Regions from separate parts of the Triticum aestivum genome. Here region 2 is linked to region 1. A link is a contact called in public Hi-C data. All regions are on one chromosome and are shown on one strand. Each heading gives the region's core, a stretch centred on a gene start, on an enhancer-like site or on the middle of the called end of the contact. The rest is flanking DNA. Distances are from core to core; before and after follow the strand shown. Region 1 holds the start of LOC123188835. Region 2 holds the start of LOC123188836 (sugar transport protein MST3).

Evidence for each region. A called contact is a pair of places that touch in the nucleus more often than the background predicts.
Region 2: a Hi-C map of leaf shows a contact between it and region 1, with 2.7 times the contacts expected there. The contact joins the promoter of LOC123188836 here to the promoter of LOC123188835 in region 1. A contact is called at or near these places in 2 of 5 Hi-C or Micro-C datasets (both in leaf).

Annotation. Positions count from the first base shown.
Region 1 is chr2A:411,508,426-411,515,029 of IWGSC CS RefSeq v2.1, forward strand. It overlaps LOC123188835, which reads left to right and starts at 1,888. Exons shown (of 5, transcript XM_044601113.1): 1 at 1,888-2,144; 2 at 3,388-3,793; 3 at 3,900-5,343; 4 at 5,456-5,602; 5 at 5,980-6,604. The coding sequence starts at 3,743. The coding sequence ends at 6,536.
Region 2 is chr2A:411,875,750-411,882,868 of IWGSC CS RefSeq v2.1, forward strand. LOC123188836 (sugar transport protein MST3) reads right to left here and starts at 3,713. Exons shown (of 3, transcript XM_044601114.1): 1 at 3,423-3,713; 2 at 3,010-3,332; 3 at 229-1,475. The coding sequence starts at 3,555. The coding sequence ends at 378.

The DNA.
Region 1 (6,604 bases), core at 638-3,137:
GTTGCTTGAAATAAGCATCCCAATAAGAAGGGTTTTAATATCTCCCCCAACACTTTTAGCTTATAACAGTATCAACAGTTTATCTTCTTGAAACCAACAAAGTTCTTTTTTGCCTTAAAAACCATAGCATTTACTTCAAAGGAACATAGCTTTTGCCTAAAGTAAGTAAGGTAGTTGCTCAGAACAAGGGGTTTCACTAATGTTGCAGACCACCTAAAATGTTTCATGAAACAAAGCTATCCTAGCCCTGTTTGTCAATCACAGTTTTTCGTTGCTTGAAATAACATCACAATTTGCTCTCAAAATCAACATAATTTGCTTAAAGACGTGTTTCCAAATTCTAGCAATTTTTAGGATAAATAACCACAGTAGATCAACAATAGCTACAAATTATCCTCTTGAGACCAGCAGAGTTCTTTTTTGCCTTAAAAATCATATCATTTGCTTAAAAGGAACATAGCTTTTGCCTAAAGTAAGTAAGGTAGTTGCTCAGAACAAGGGGGCTTCACTAATGTTGCAGACCACATAAAAGGATTCATAAAACAAAGCTATCCTAGCCCTGTTTGTCAATCACAATTTTTCGTTGCTTGAAATAACCTCACAATTTGTTATCAAAATCAACAAAATTTGCTTAAAGATGTGTTTCTAAATTCTAGGAATTTTTGGGATAAAAATAAGGGCAAAAATAACCACAGTGGATCAACAATAGCTATAGTTTATCTTCTTGAAACCATTATAGTTCTTTTTTGCCTTAAAAACCATGGCATTTGCTTAAAAGGAACATAGCTTTTGCCTAAAGTAAGTAAGGTATTTGCTCAGAACAAGGGGTTTCACTAATGTTGCAGACCACCTAAAAGGTTTCATGAAACAAAGCTATCCTAGCCCTGTTTGTCAATCATAGTTTTTCGTTGCTTGAAATAACATCACAATTTGCTCTCAAAATCAATAGAATTTGCTCAAATATCTGTTCCTAGATCATAGCAATTTTTGGGATAAAAATAACCACAGAAAATCTCTTTTTTGGACTAGCACTCATGAAAAAGAAGTTGTAGCACAATATAGATGAGTATATGAAGTCTTTTTGTATAAAACTGACCAAAATAATCCAAAAAATCCAGGAAGAATCAACAAGGACAGGAGTAGGTACTTTGGCAAATCCCAGGCGAATTATATGGAAGAGCTGGGCAAACCTGATCTCCTTGTGTGTCCTTGCTTAGTATTTTCTTTCAGTTTTTGTCAATTTTCTTTGACTGACAACCCCCCTATGTCGCCATTGCAAGGTGAACCGAGGTCTCTAGATCTGGGAAACGAGGCTTGGGGGAGAAGAAGATGGGATTCATGGGTGGTTTGCTCAGGAGAAGGGAACGGCTAAGGGGGGACCAGGTGGAGTTGGCTTGCGGGGAGGGTGGGCATGCAATTCGCGTGATACAGTGGTGGACAGGTGGGTTTCCTTTTTCGCGCGGGGGAGGGACCAAAACCTTCCTTTTATGGCCGACTGTCAGGGAATACTAGGGAGCACCCGGCCACTCCCTAGCCACGTCCTTATTCTTTTTTTCTCTCTCCATCCCACTAATCAAATGCAGTTGACCAGACAATTCGGAAACAAAGTAAGGGACATAGTTGCATGCATGCACAAATGGAGGCTCAAAATAGACCCGCCCGGTCTTTGTCCAAACGCGTCCGCGGATATTTCAGGGGTCATATTTGGTTACTGTAGATACTCTGACACCGATAAATACCAAATTCAGTTTTCAGGAGAATACCTTAGGTGCAAAGTTGTCAGGGGTCATATTTGGTTACTGTAGATACTCTGACACCGATAAATACCAAATTCAGTTTTCAGGAGAATACCTTAGGTGCAAAGTTGTCAAAATCCCCTTAATAAAAATCCAAAAAAGAAGATGATGGAATCAAACCTCAACACCTTTACCCTCCGCACGTTATAGCAATTGCGAATTGCGATTGCGGCGCACCACACGACCACAACAACCCCTCTTCCTCCTCCCTCTCTCTTCGCACTAACCAATCCGAGTACAACTCGCCGTACTCGCACGCACACATAGGCAGATCCAATCCGACTGTACAAAAGCGCCGCCGTCCGCCGCTCACGTGGAAGAGGGAGAGGGAGCAGCGGAGAGGAGAAGGTAACACTAGCTTCTTCTTCTTCTTCTTCTTCTTCTTCTTCTTCTTGGTTATCGTCTCCTTCCCTTAGTTAGATTTAGTTTTGCGGTTTCATGATCTCTGCTCTATCATACATGCTAGATAGATACGCGCTGTTTCTCGGTTCGTCTGGCCGTGCCCCGTTCTTGATTTCAGTTGCGGATTCCCGTTCCTTGATTTGGTTTCCTCGAAGCAAAGAACACTGGAAGGATCCATATCGAATTGGATTCGACACGAATCTATGGCCTGGCTACTCGAATCTAATCGCGTTGTAGTGGAAGCTAGCTGTACGGTGGCTTAATGGAATAGAATTGCGACGCTGTTTTCTCTTGACTTAATCCCAGATATTAAAAAATAGCTGCACTGAGCATAATACTACTACTCCTTCCCACCATCGTTACCAGATTTTTTAGATTGGAAAGGCTCATTAATAATGATTAGCAGTGCAAAAGTTGTATCTTTCAGCTGTAAAATACAGTGAAAGGACATTGACGTGTCAGTTTCTGTCTCGTGCAAATCGTGACATGGGAACGGGGATACAGGGAAAAGTGCCCTTCGCTTGCTTCCCCCCTCACGGGAGGAGAGACAGTGTGGTGTGGAGGGACTTCTGGGGTTGAGGTGTAGGATCTCTCAAATCTCAATAATTGTGATCGGAATCAGTGACATCAAGAACCCTTTCGGTTTGGATCTTGTCCTTTTTGTTACAACTTGTAAAGTACTAGTATATATTGGCGATAATTGTGGAGTCTATCAACTTAGGTTTGCTTGGACTTGTTATAATCTCAATCGAACAGCAGTGGTATGCATATGCTTTGTTCTTGCATGGAACTGAATATTTTGTACTTGTCTTCAGTTTCAGTTGAATGTAGGCCCTGATGATTAAGGAATGATTCTCCTTTGGTACTACCTCTGTTCACTAATGTAGGACGTTTTCGCAGTTCAATTTAAACTGCAAAAACTTCCTACATTAGTGAACAGAGGGTATAGTTGTGTACATCAACAATTAATGGTTGCTTTTGGACTCAAAGTTAACTGCAAATAGTTCGGCCTTTTGCTGTATATATTACTCCCTCCATACCAAAATATAAAAGATGTCTTATATTTTGGTACAGAGGTAGTATATGCTTAACATGCTAAAACCATACGCAATGGAACATTTCAAGTCAAGATTTCACGTGTTAGTGTATTATGCGTGCCAGATTGCTCACACTCTTCTTGTTTCTGCAGGACTTCCACGACTATATGCAACCTCCTGGAACAGTCTAGTTCCTAAATCCTTCTTCCATTCTGGCAGATATCAAGAGATCATTCAGGTCTCGCACCTCTGAGTGGGTGTGGATTTGCAACAATTCTGCGATCAACTTATCGCTGCCTCTTGGAGTAATCCCATCATACATCTGGAGATTACGGCGAGCACTGGAGGGACTTTTTGTTGATTACGGTTAATTGAGGAAAGCAGCTGAGATGTAACAATTTTTTTGAGCTGAGCTCTCTTCCAAGACAGGCCTGTGATTTAGCAATGTGATTGGATCAACTCTGTTTTTGGATCTGGTGTTAGCTCAGTTGACACTAGAGTTGACTTATGGTTAGGTTTTTCTGTTTTTCATCCTCTACTACACAACAGAAACCGAAGGTATGGAAAATAGCTGATGTATTTTGAATAATTTCCAATTGTATTCTTTGTTTGAGCTGACAACTAATAGTTTCCCAAATATCTTTGTTCCCCTTTTGTACTTTAGGAGGCCTTTCTGCTAGCAGATAAGACCATGCTTACTGTTTCAAAGAAAGATTCTCAGGAACAAACAGTGAAGTTCACTACTGGATCAGTGGGCCCGAAGCAGATGGCGGATGAAAATAACCATTCAGTTGCTAGTGGGCAGTATGATATTAACTCATCATCTCACCAAGAATGCTGGAGATCTGATGAATGGAATAGACATGCATGCTCTGATGATGACAAAGAGGAGAAAGTTGGGCACCTACAGAAGAGCCAGTCTCTTGGGAACATGCTTCAAGAGGATTGTGATCATCATGGCAGTGAAGGTACTGAGTGTGACATTACAGACCATGATTACAGAAGCCATTGCTCTGGTTTCAAGAGCAATACAGATGTTGAAGAATCCACTAGGTTAGGCAGCAAGAACAACGAGAATGTTTTTGATGCCTCATCTGACCTGATCAGTCATGGTGTTTATGAACCTTCAGTTGATCATGCCGCTGATTCTGACAGGCATCACTCTTATGACCACAGCAAATTTCCAAGGTCACAATCTGCTATATTTCAGAATAATTCTGATAGTGACCGAGAAGGTTCTGTTGATTCTGAGAGACTAGGCCCCCGTTGCAGATCTTTTGAGGATTTATGTTCAATGGACGGTGAAAAGGTTGATTACTTGAGTGGTGATGAAACAAATCGCTCGAAATCAAATTTGCCTGTGCTTTGTGCTGGACCTTCTTCGCCAGGTATCTCTGAATTATTAGACTTGGAGAATGGTTCAGGAGGTCGCTCTGATGCTGCTGAAGATGGCCAACGGTCCTCTGCAAGTGTAGATGGGAAGTTTGTGAGGGATGGGATGATAAGTCATGACTACTGGGATGGCAAATATATTGCTGCTGATAATTCAGCTCATCCAGTTGCCACTTGCTTTGGGGATTCAGGGCATTATTGTGTCATCAATGGTGCTTTAAATCAAGAGAGGGAAGAGAAATTGTGGAACAGAAATAGCGGTCTCGACCAGGAGTCACTTGGCATTGACATGCCTAATTTGAAGAACCCGTCTGACTCGAAGGATATTAGTGAGGAAGCTGAACACAATGAAACTGAAATGAATGGTGATCAGCATTTTGACGAGGACTCAAATGAACTTAGTCCAAGAGCTTACAGCATTAAAAGGATCGAGGATTGGATCAGCCAAATTGATATTGACAGTGACATCATTGTGGAGGAGCAGGGAGAAAGTTCAAGTTCTGCATCAACAAAATATAGCGAGTCGGTGGTCAGTGTTTCTGCTGTGCGCCCTGATGCTAAAAGTCCTCTTGGCATGGAGATAGCTTACACTTATATTTCAAAATTGACTCCTGTTTCTTCATCTGCACAATTGCCAAACCTTGGTTTGGTTGCAATCCCAAGACTGAGCGCGTTCTCAGGCCTACGGCTGTTGAACTTATCAGGGAATTCAATAGGTGAGTATTCTTCCTATAATTCAGCAGATTAATTATTGCTATTATTGGAATATTCATTTGTTTCAGGAGATAATGTCATCAATTTCTCTAACATCTGGGGTTTTCTGCACAGTGCGCGTAACTGCAGGAGCTCTCCCGAAAGGTCTTCACATGTTAAGCCTGTCGAAGAATAATATCTCGATTATTGAAGGCCTTAGAGAACTAACACGCTTACGCTTGCTGGACATAAGCTATAATAGGATCTCTAGAATTGGCCATGGTATGGTTTTCAACAGCTTTTACTTTCTCCTTATGAAATATGCTTAATTTATGGAGAACTGAGCGCTAGCTTAGTGCTTGGGCCACTGTCTGGTGCTCTGGGCTTGCACGGTTCTGCCGCCAATTACTAGTTAATATGTAGGCTGTCCTGATAATAAATTTAATCATGTTTCCCATCAGTATCCTCTGAACAGAGAAATCACTATGCTCCATGGTCCTTGTTATATTCAATGTTTTGAAGAGGAAAATACAGTCCAGTGCATAACATGGAATGATTTATTCTTAATAAAATTGCACCATACTCTTGCAGTTAATGACAGTATAAAACGAACAGATTTGCTTGCTTCTCATTGATTTATGTTTTGGGACACCTTTTAGGTTTGGCTTCATGTTCTTCTTTGAAGGAGTTATATCTGGCTGGTAACAAGATCAGTGAGGTAGATGGCCTTCACCGCCTTCTGAAGCTAAAAGTTCTGGACTTGCGCCACAACAAGATTTCTACATCCAAGGGCCTTGGTCAACTGGCTGCGAACTACAATTCCCTCGAAGCCATCAACCTAGATGGCAACCCGGCACAGAAGAACGTAGGTGACCAGCACCTGAAGAAGTACCTGTTAGGCCTCTTGCCAAACCTTGCTGTGTACAACAAGCAGCCTGTAAGAGCAACTGGCTCAAAAGAGGTCTCGGACCGTCACACACGCAAGATCTCTTCTTCCCATCGTTCTGACCGCAGTTCCAGATCGGACCGCAAATCTTCCAGGTTGGTGGCTGGCACATCTTCACGGCATGCCCGTCCTGCACATGCTTCAGGCCCTTTGGTGAAGCAGTCGAGGTCCCGGAACATGCCAATGGCAGCGCTGGGCTCTAGACCAGTGGAATATGCGGGTGCTGGAGTTCCAGCGAAGCAAATTCAGATGGAGGAAAATTCGCAGTGACATCATCCAAGCAGAGCTGCCTAGCCAGCCAAGGCTTTTGGACAAGGATGTTGCAAGTTTTCCTGTTA
Region 2 (7,119 bases), core at 2,463-4,962, 370 kb after region 1:
ATAGGCAAAGGGAGATGACAGGGTGACTCGTTGGCGCATCGGACGGTCGCGGAGGCGGCTGATTATTTCCTCATGAGGAATAAAACCTTTGATTCTTCTTCCAAGTGAAAGTACATAGTACTCCCTCTGTAAACTAATATAAGAGCGTTTAGAATACTAAAGTAGTGATCTAAACGCTCTTATATTAGTTTACAGAGGGAGTACTATGTAGTATGAGAACAATGGTGATTGATGGTACTATCTTAATTAATGCAAGAATCTTGAAGCACATACAGAAACACACGGTTTGACCTAAGTACGAGGACAAACAAGGAAGAGAGGAAGAAAAGCAATTAATGTACACGAGGGAGACGGAGCTAGGGAAGGAAGGAAGGAATCTATGCGATGGCGGCGCCCTTGCCGTTGTTGGCGCCGACGTGGACGTCAGCGTCTCCGATGTACCTGCGCCAGAACCAGTGGCCCTTCCAGACGAGCACCATCTCCTCGATGGGCACGTTCTTGGTCTCCGGCAGGAAGAGCGCGATGAAGACGGTCATGATGACCACCCAGCCGGCGAAGAAGTAGAAGAGGCCGAACTTCATGTGGCAGAGCATGGTGAGGAACGCCTGCGCGATGACGAAGGTGAAGAGCATGTTGACCGACACGTTGATGCTCTGCCCGGCGGGCCTGATCTCCAGCGGGAAGATCTCGCTGGGCACCAGCCACCCCAGGGGCCCCCAGGACCACGCGAACCCGGCCACGTAGAGGCAGATGAAGAGCACCACTGCCGCCGCGTACCCCTTGGGCATCTCCCCCACGCCGCTCGTCCCGAACTTGACCGCGATCAGGGTGCCCACCACCAGCTGGCTCACCAGCATCTGCGAGCCGCCCTGCAGGAACAGCTTCCGCCGCCCCAGCCGGTCCACGGTGAAGACGGACACCAGCGTGGCGAACACGTTCACCAGGCCCGTGATGACGGCCGACATGAGCGACGCGTCGCCCTTGAACCCCAGCGTCTCGAACAGCACCGGCGCGTAGAACATGATGACGTTGATGCCCGTCAGCTGCTGGAAGAAGGGGATCATGATCGCCATGGTCAGCTGCGGCCGGTACTTGCGCTGCAGGATGTTGCGCCACGGGTGCTGCACCAGCTTCGACTCCTCGCTCGCCACCACCAGGTCCGCGTACTCCTCGCTGATGTCCACGTCGCTGCCGCGGATGCGGTTCAGCATGCGCCGCGCCGCCTCCGGGTGCCCGCGCTCGATGAGCGAGTTGGGGGTGTCGGGGAGGAAGAGGGAGCCGAGGGTGATGATGCCTGCGGGGACGGCCGCCAGGGCCAGGCTGATGCGCCACCCGTACCCGGCCTTGATCTTGTTGGTGCCGTAGTTGATGAGCGCCGCCGCCAGGATGCCGATGGTGATCATCAGCTGGAACCCGATGTTGAGCATGCCCCGGAGACGCGCAGGCGCCATCTCCGACAGGTACACCGGCACAGACTGCATGCATAAAAAAACGTCCATTCCAATGTTAGACCAAACACAGATTTTCTTTCTTTTCTTTTATCATAATTTGAAAGCACAAACTAATAACATGACGCTTAATTAGATGTGCTTTAATAAAACTGTATTTACTAATCTTCACACTGTTTGTCTGCATTGCTTTCAGTAGGTTCTTCCTTGCTTCTTCCTCACATGACTATTGCTCTGAAAACGATGCCGTTGATCTAACGGAGTCAAAGTCTTTGGAGGACTAAATAAATAAAGCAATGGCCCGTGGAAAATTCCAACTTGCGTATCTCATTTCTCTGAACTGGCAATTTTATATCCTACTGTATGAATTATGTGACAAATCGTACTAGAAGGACATCCACGAATCTCTTTCCGTGGTTCCTACTTTGCTCATGATGCTCTTTTTTCGTACTGTACATATTTCTCTTGGAAGAGTAGTACGTAGATGCAAGGAAGGTTTAATCAGTTTCACATGCATCAACAGTTGTTTACGACAGACCCGTGAAGAAGGCTCGCTTGCTGCATGCACGTGAATCCTCGGATGAACCAACAGCTAGCCGGCCGGCCCAATGAATTGAACCAGTACTAGCACCAGCTGCTAAAATGAATACTATACTACCAGTATACTTTCAACAGCCCATCCTATCGCTGTTCAATGGAAGATTGAATATCTACGCGAGATCAATCAGGATACGTACGCAGTAGTAGTGTATTATATACATTTTTTTTAGGATAGTAGCTAAAAAGAGTCAAAATTAGCAGCTGGTACATATACAGCTTTGGCCATGGAAGCAAGTAATCTAATGAAGCGAAACAACAAAGCGGTCGTCAACATCTTGCAAGTAAACATCACCTACGCCCAGTTTGGACTTTGGGGAGCATCAAAGTGGGCCCTCTTTTCCCTCCCTTAAGGGTGAGATACTAATTAATTAACTAAATTTTATTATTTCCTAAATAAAATAGCCTACTGGCTTGGACTTTGCACATGCACGGTGGTTGTAACTTCCTATAGAGAATCTCGCTCTCTTTTGGAAACTCGTCCGGTGATGTATTTGATGGATACCTTGGACACGCATGATCATTGACAGAATCGTTCTTAATTGTAACAGAAGAATCAGCATATTTCTTTCTTGTCTCATTACATGGCTCGACATGGATGGATATGAGGATGACATGTACTTGTAGTATGTAGCTGTAAACTCATTTCATTTTGCCACCTACCCCTGGCCACTGTCTACTAAATTCGTGTATATATGCTACTTTGTGGAGTAGTTTATCAACAAAATCATTACTGTAGAAATAATCAAGTGCGGCTATACTAGTTAGGTTATGTACCGACGATTGATCCAACTAAAAAAGAGTATCGTCGGCGATTGAACTTGGAGTACTACGTAGTATATACGCGTACATCACATGGGCTGCCTTGACGTTAATTACAACGAGGAAATAAGCCACAGATAATAGGAGTACAGTACAAATGAAGGAGCTAAGGGAGCGGAGTATTATAGGTACTAGTCATTACCTGATTGGCGAAGCCAACGCCGACACCGAGAAGGATGCGTCCGACGATGAGCATGGCGATATTCTCCGCCGCCCCGTTGAGCGCGGCGCCGATGAGGAAGGTGAGCCCTCCGGTGAACATGGACCACTTGCGGCCCACGACCCGTGTGACGGTGGCGGCGAAGAAGGAGGAGACGAGCGCCGCGAGGTAGAGGGAGGAGGTGAACGTCTGGAGCAGCTGGTTGTCGTACTTGCAGTACTGGTTGGCGGAGCCCTTCATCTGCTTCTTGTTGTACACCTCCGGGAAGAACTTTTTCAGGAAAGGGTTCATGGACGTCACGCCCCCTGTACGTACGTACGTAGGAAATCAACACAGTCAGTAATTTTGCTTGTCGAATAGAGTAGAGGATGTGCATGCGTGATCCATGTACAGACCTGAGATACCGATGTCATATCCGAAGATGAGGCCGCCGGTGGCGGCGACGACGCAGGTGAAGAAGACGAAGAGGGTGAGCCTGCCAGGGTAGTCCTTGCCGCCGGACGTGTTCACGACGGCGCCGCCCGCCATGGTTGGTCGGTCGGCAAGAACTCAGAGCACTACAATGATTAAGCAGGCCCAAAGCTGATGATCAAGGAGGTATGGGGTGTGGTGAGAAGGCTGGGAGGCTCAAGCCCCTTATATAGAACTTTGTCTGGGTAATACTGGTAGCTAGCTAACAGCTAGATTGCGCTGTGTGTATGGTTGCAACTAGTAGTAGCATGCAAGCGGGTCAACGGCTGAGGTGGTGGTCAAAACTTGGACTAGATAGGTAGGAGATGGCTGCAAATATGAATGCCGAGTTGGAGGCATTATCTTAAACTCGCTGGCCGGCCGGCCGTCATGCGGCTGTCAAGTTGGTTGCTAGGTTTTGACTTGATCGATATGATTCAACCGGGCACCGTTGGTTCAAATTCAATCACATGCATACATCATGCACACACACTCATTCGTCTCCCGTCCGGCCAAGGGGGAGTAGTGCGCGAGTTGTGTTGATCGATGGATGGTCGAATAATCTAATCTAGTTAATGCAAGTCCAAAGAATCGTCTGAACTGCAATCTGAAACAAATCATGCATATTCATATTGATTTCAGCGATCGTTTCCCATGCGGAAATAGAATATGATTCAGCAAACCCTGGCATCCAGATACGGACGCCACCCGGGGTTAACTGTTTTAACCAGCGAGAAGATTTCCTTTTTCTTTTCTTTTTTGCGGGAAAAAATAGCAGCAAGCAGCTTTATTTTCGTGGGAGAATATTCTACAAGAAATTGGCGGTTCCCTCGTGATGGTGAGTCATGAGCAAATCTTTTTGGGTGCTTTACTGCACGCACCGGCCATGAATTCGGACCCTAAAGTTGATCCAACGATTCAAGGGTATCTCGTGTGCTCTCCATCCTAATTCTTATCCCTGGGATGGTCAGTGTATCGATCGATCATGCTGTTTCTTTTTTTCAGAGGTGCATATGATATAATATAATTAAAAGAATGGAAGCTTCCTTGTTTCGGATCTTTTTCGATGTTGATATGCGAGTCGGCCGCTAACTAGCCGGCGAGCCTGACAAAACCAACGGCTCCTTCGTCTTGTTCAGGTCAGAGATACTTCCATCCAAATTAAACAAGTGCATACGCAACTCTACCCTAGCTGACAAGAAGAATTACGCGCGCAATTGTTTGCTGCTTGCGCACATGCCTGACAACCAGTTGGATACAACTCGTTAAAAAAACGTTGGATACAAGGTATGCATGATTAACTGCACGAATCACGGAGCACGATTACTTGTTTTTTTTTCTGATGATGATGGAGATGGAAGAGAAGACTCTCCGGCCGGTGCACGTGCTGCCTGTGAAGCATTGGCTGTGTTCCACTGCGTTTTACAGATGTGAAATGGGGAGAAGGAAACATATATATCTGGACATTCAACTGTCAGATCAGCCAGACACTTTTCGATGGAACTTGCATCAAATGGCAAATTTTCGGTCAAATCCATGTATGATGCAATGGTTCATTCTAATGTTCCAGTAGATAACAGGAAATTGTGGAAGCTAAAAATTCCTCTCAGAGTGAAGATTTTCCTCTGATTTCTTAACAAAGGAGTCATCCTAACTAGAGATAATCTGACACGACGAAACTGGCATGGTTCCAAGACATGTATCTTTTCCCAACATGACGAGTCTATCAAACACCTATTTTTTGAGTGCAAGTTCGTTCGGGCAGTTTGGGCTATGGTCCAAGTAGCTTCGAATTTATACCCACCACGTAGTGTACGAAATATGTTCGGCAACTGGTTGCGGGGTATAAATAAACAATTTTCTGCACATATTCTTGTGGGAGCGGCGGCCTTATGCTGGGCAATGTGGCTTACCAGGAATGATGTGGTTTTTAACAATAAATGTGTCTCATTTCCTATGCAGATTATTCATGTTTGTACACGATGGCTCCGTACTTGGTCTATCCTGCAGAAGCCGGAAGACAGGGACATTTTTATGATGGCGTCTACACGGCTGGAGCGTACGGCCAGGGAGGTTTTCTACCCCATGGATGGCGGTGTGATTTACGGATAGGATCTACCGCTCCTTAGGCTGGACACGATTTATTGCTTGGCATTGTATCAAATTATTTTATTTTTATGGTATTCTGAACTTTTTGGTTGTGTGCATCTAGCTATGCAAAGGCCGGACTTTCTTTCGATATGATTGTATCATCTCGATATATATCTATTCAATAAAAAGTCCTTTACCGAAAAAAAACATCTGGATTTGGATGGATCGTTGACTTTGTAAGTAGTGTTTGCAAAGGCAACGGCTATCTCTCTTGTATTCTATGGATCAGAAGAATAACCAAGCTGCTCGATCGGTCGTTAGTCATACCTTGCATGCGTATGGCCGTAGAAACTAGGCGTACAGACACGGAGCTAGATTATGTATCACTTGTTTACACGCCGCCGCTATCCGTTGGAACAGACACCGGCCGAGCTAACTTAGCTTCGCTAGTTACTTAATCTGCAGACAAAAGCCTTGCTTACTTAGCTAAGCCGCGCAATCCGCAGACTGCTGGCCTTCATCCACATGCATCTTAGTTTGTTTAGCACATGCATTATGCAAGCTGTCCTGCCGCTTAACTATATGTCATGCAGTGTATAGTATAGTAACAGTTCTATCTATGTACAATCAATGAAGCACTTGCCGTCTTGATGCGCGATAGGGACATGCAGAGACTAGTTTTTCTTCTTCTCCGGAACAAGGCTGCTCGTTGAAACACTGTACTGTAGCAGACAAGGAGCAGAGAGAGATGGGGAAAATATCATCAAACCATTTCTCTCAACTTTTGAATTGTCAAACGCACGCGTCTACAGATTAAGGCATGTCACTGTCAGTCAAGTCTTTGCTTCTCCTGTGCTGCTCTTCTTTCTTCCTTTCTTTCACACCCACGCTGACCGCTGACTACGGAAACCCCGCTAGCTACCAACCTACTCTTCTTCTATCCAATTCCAAACTGACGTGAACTATTTCTTCCGACGAAGCCATCTATGAAAGTGGCTGCTCCTCCTTTTATCGATCTCTTTCATAAGCTAGGAAGCTAGGAAGCCAATGCTAAAATGGATCGATCGTGAGGGAAGGCGCATGGCCATGTGCTAGATTTTTTTTTGAGCGGCTTTTTTTTTCAGCAGTCATCATAGGGTGAGGGCTCTGCTAGTTTTTTTTTTCTTTCTTTGCGTCAAATTGGACTGGGCCTGCCCATCAAGTAGTACCGCGGCAAAAAATTAAGGGGCAGGCGCTCTGAACAAAATTTCGGACATAGGAACATTTTCTGAATATTTGATTTTTTTGAAAAAGCATAAATTGTTCTTGAAAAACGTAAACCATTTTTTGAATTTGTGAACAAACTTTGAAACCACAAACGTTTTTTTAAATTTGTGAACAAATATTATCAAATGGAGACATTTCATGATATTCCAAAAAAATAAAACCACGAAATTCTACGATTTGGTGATTTTTTTAAATGGAATATTTCATGAAATTCCGAAAAAAAATAGTAATGGCAACATTTTTTTAATTATTGAACATTTTATGAAACACGGACATTTTTTTAAG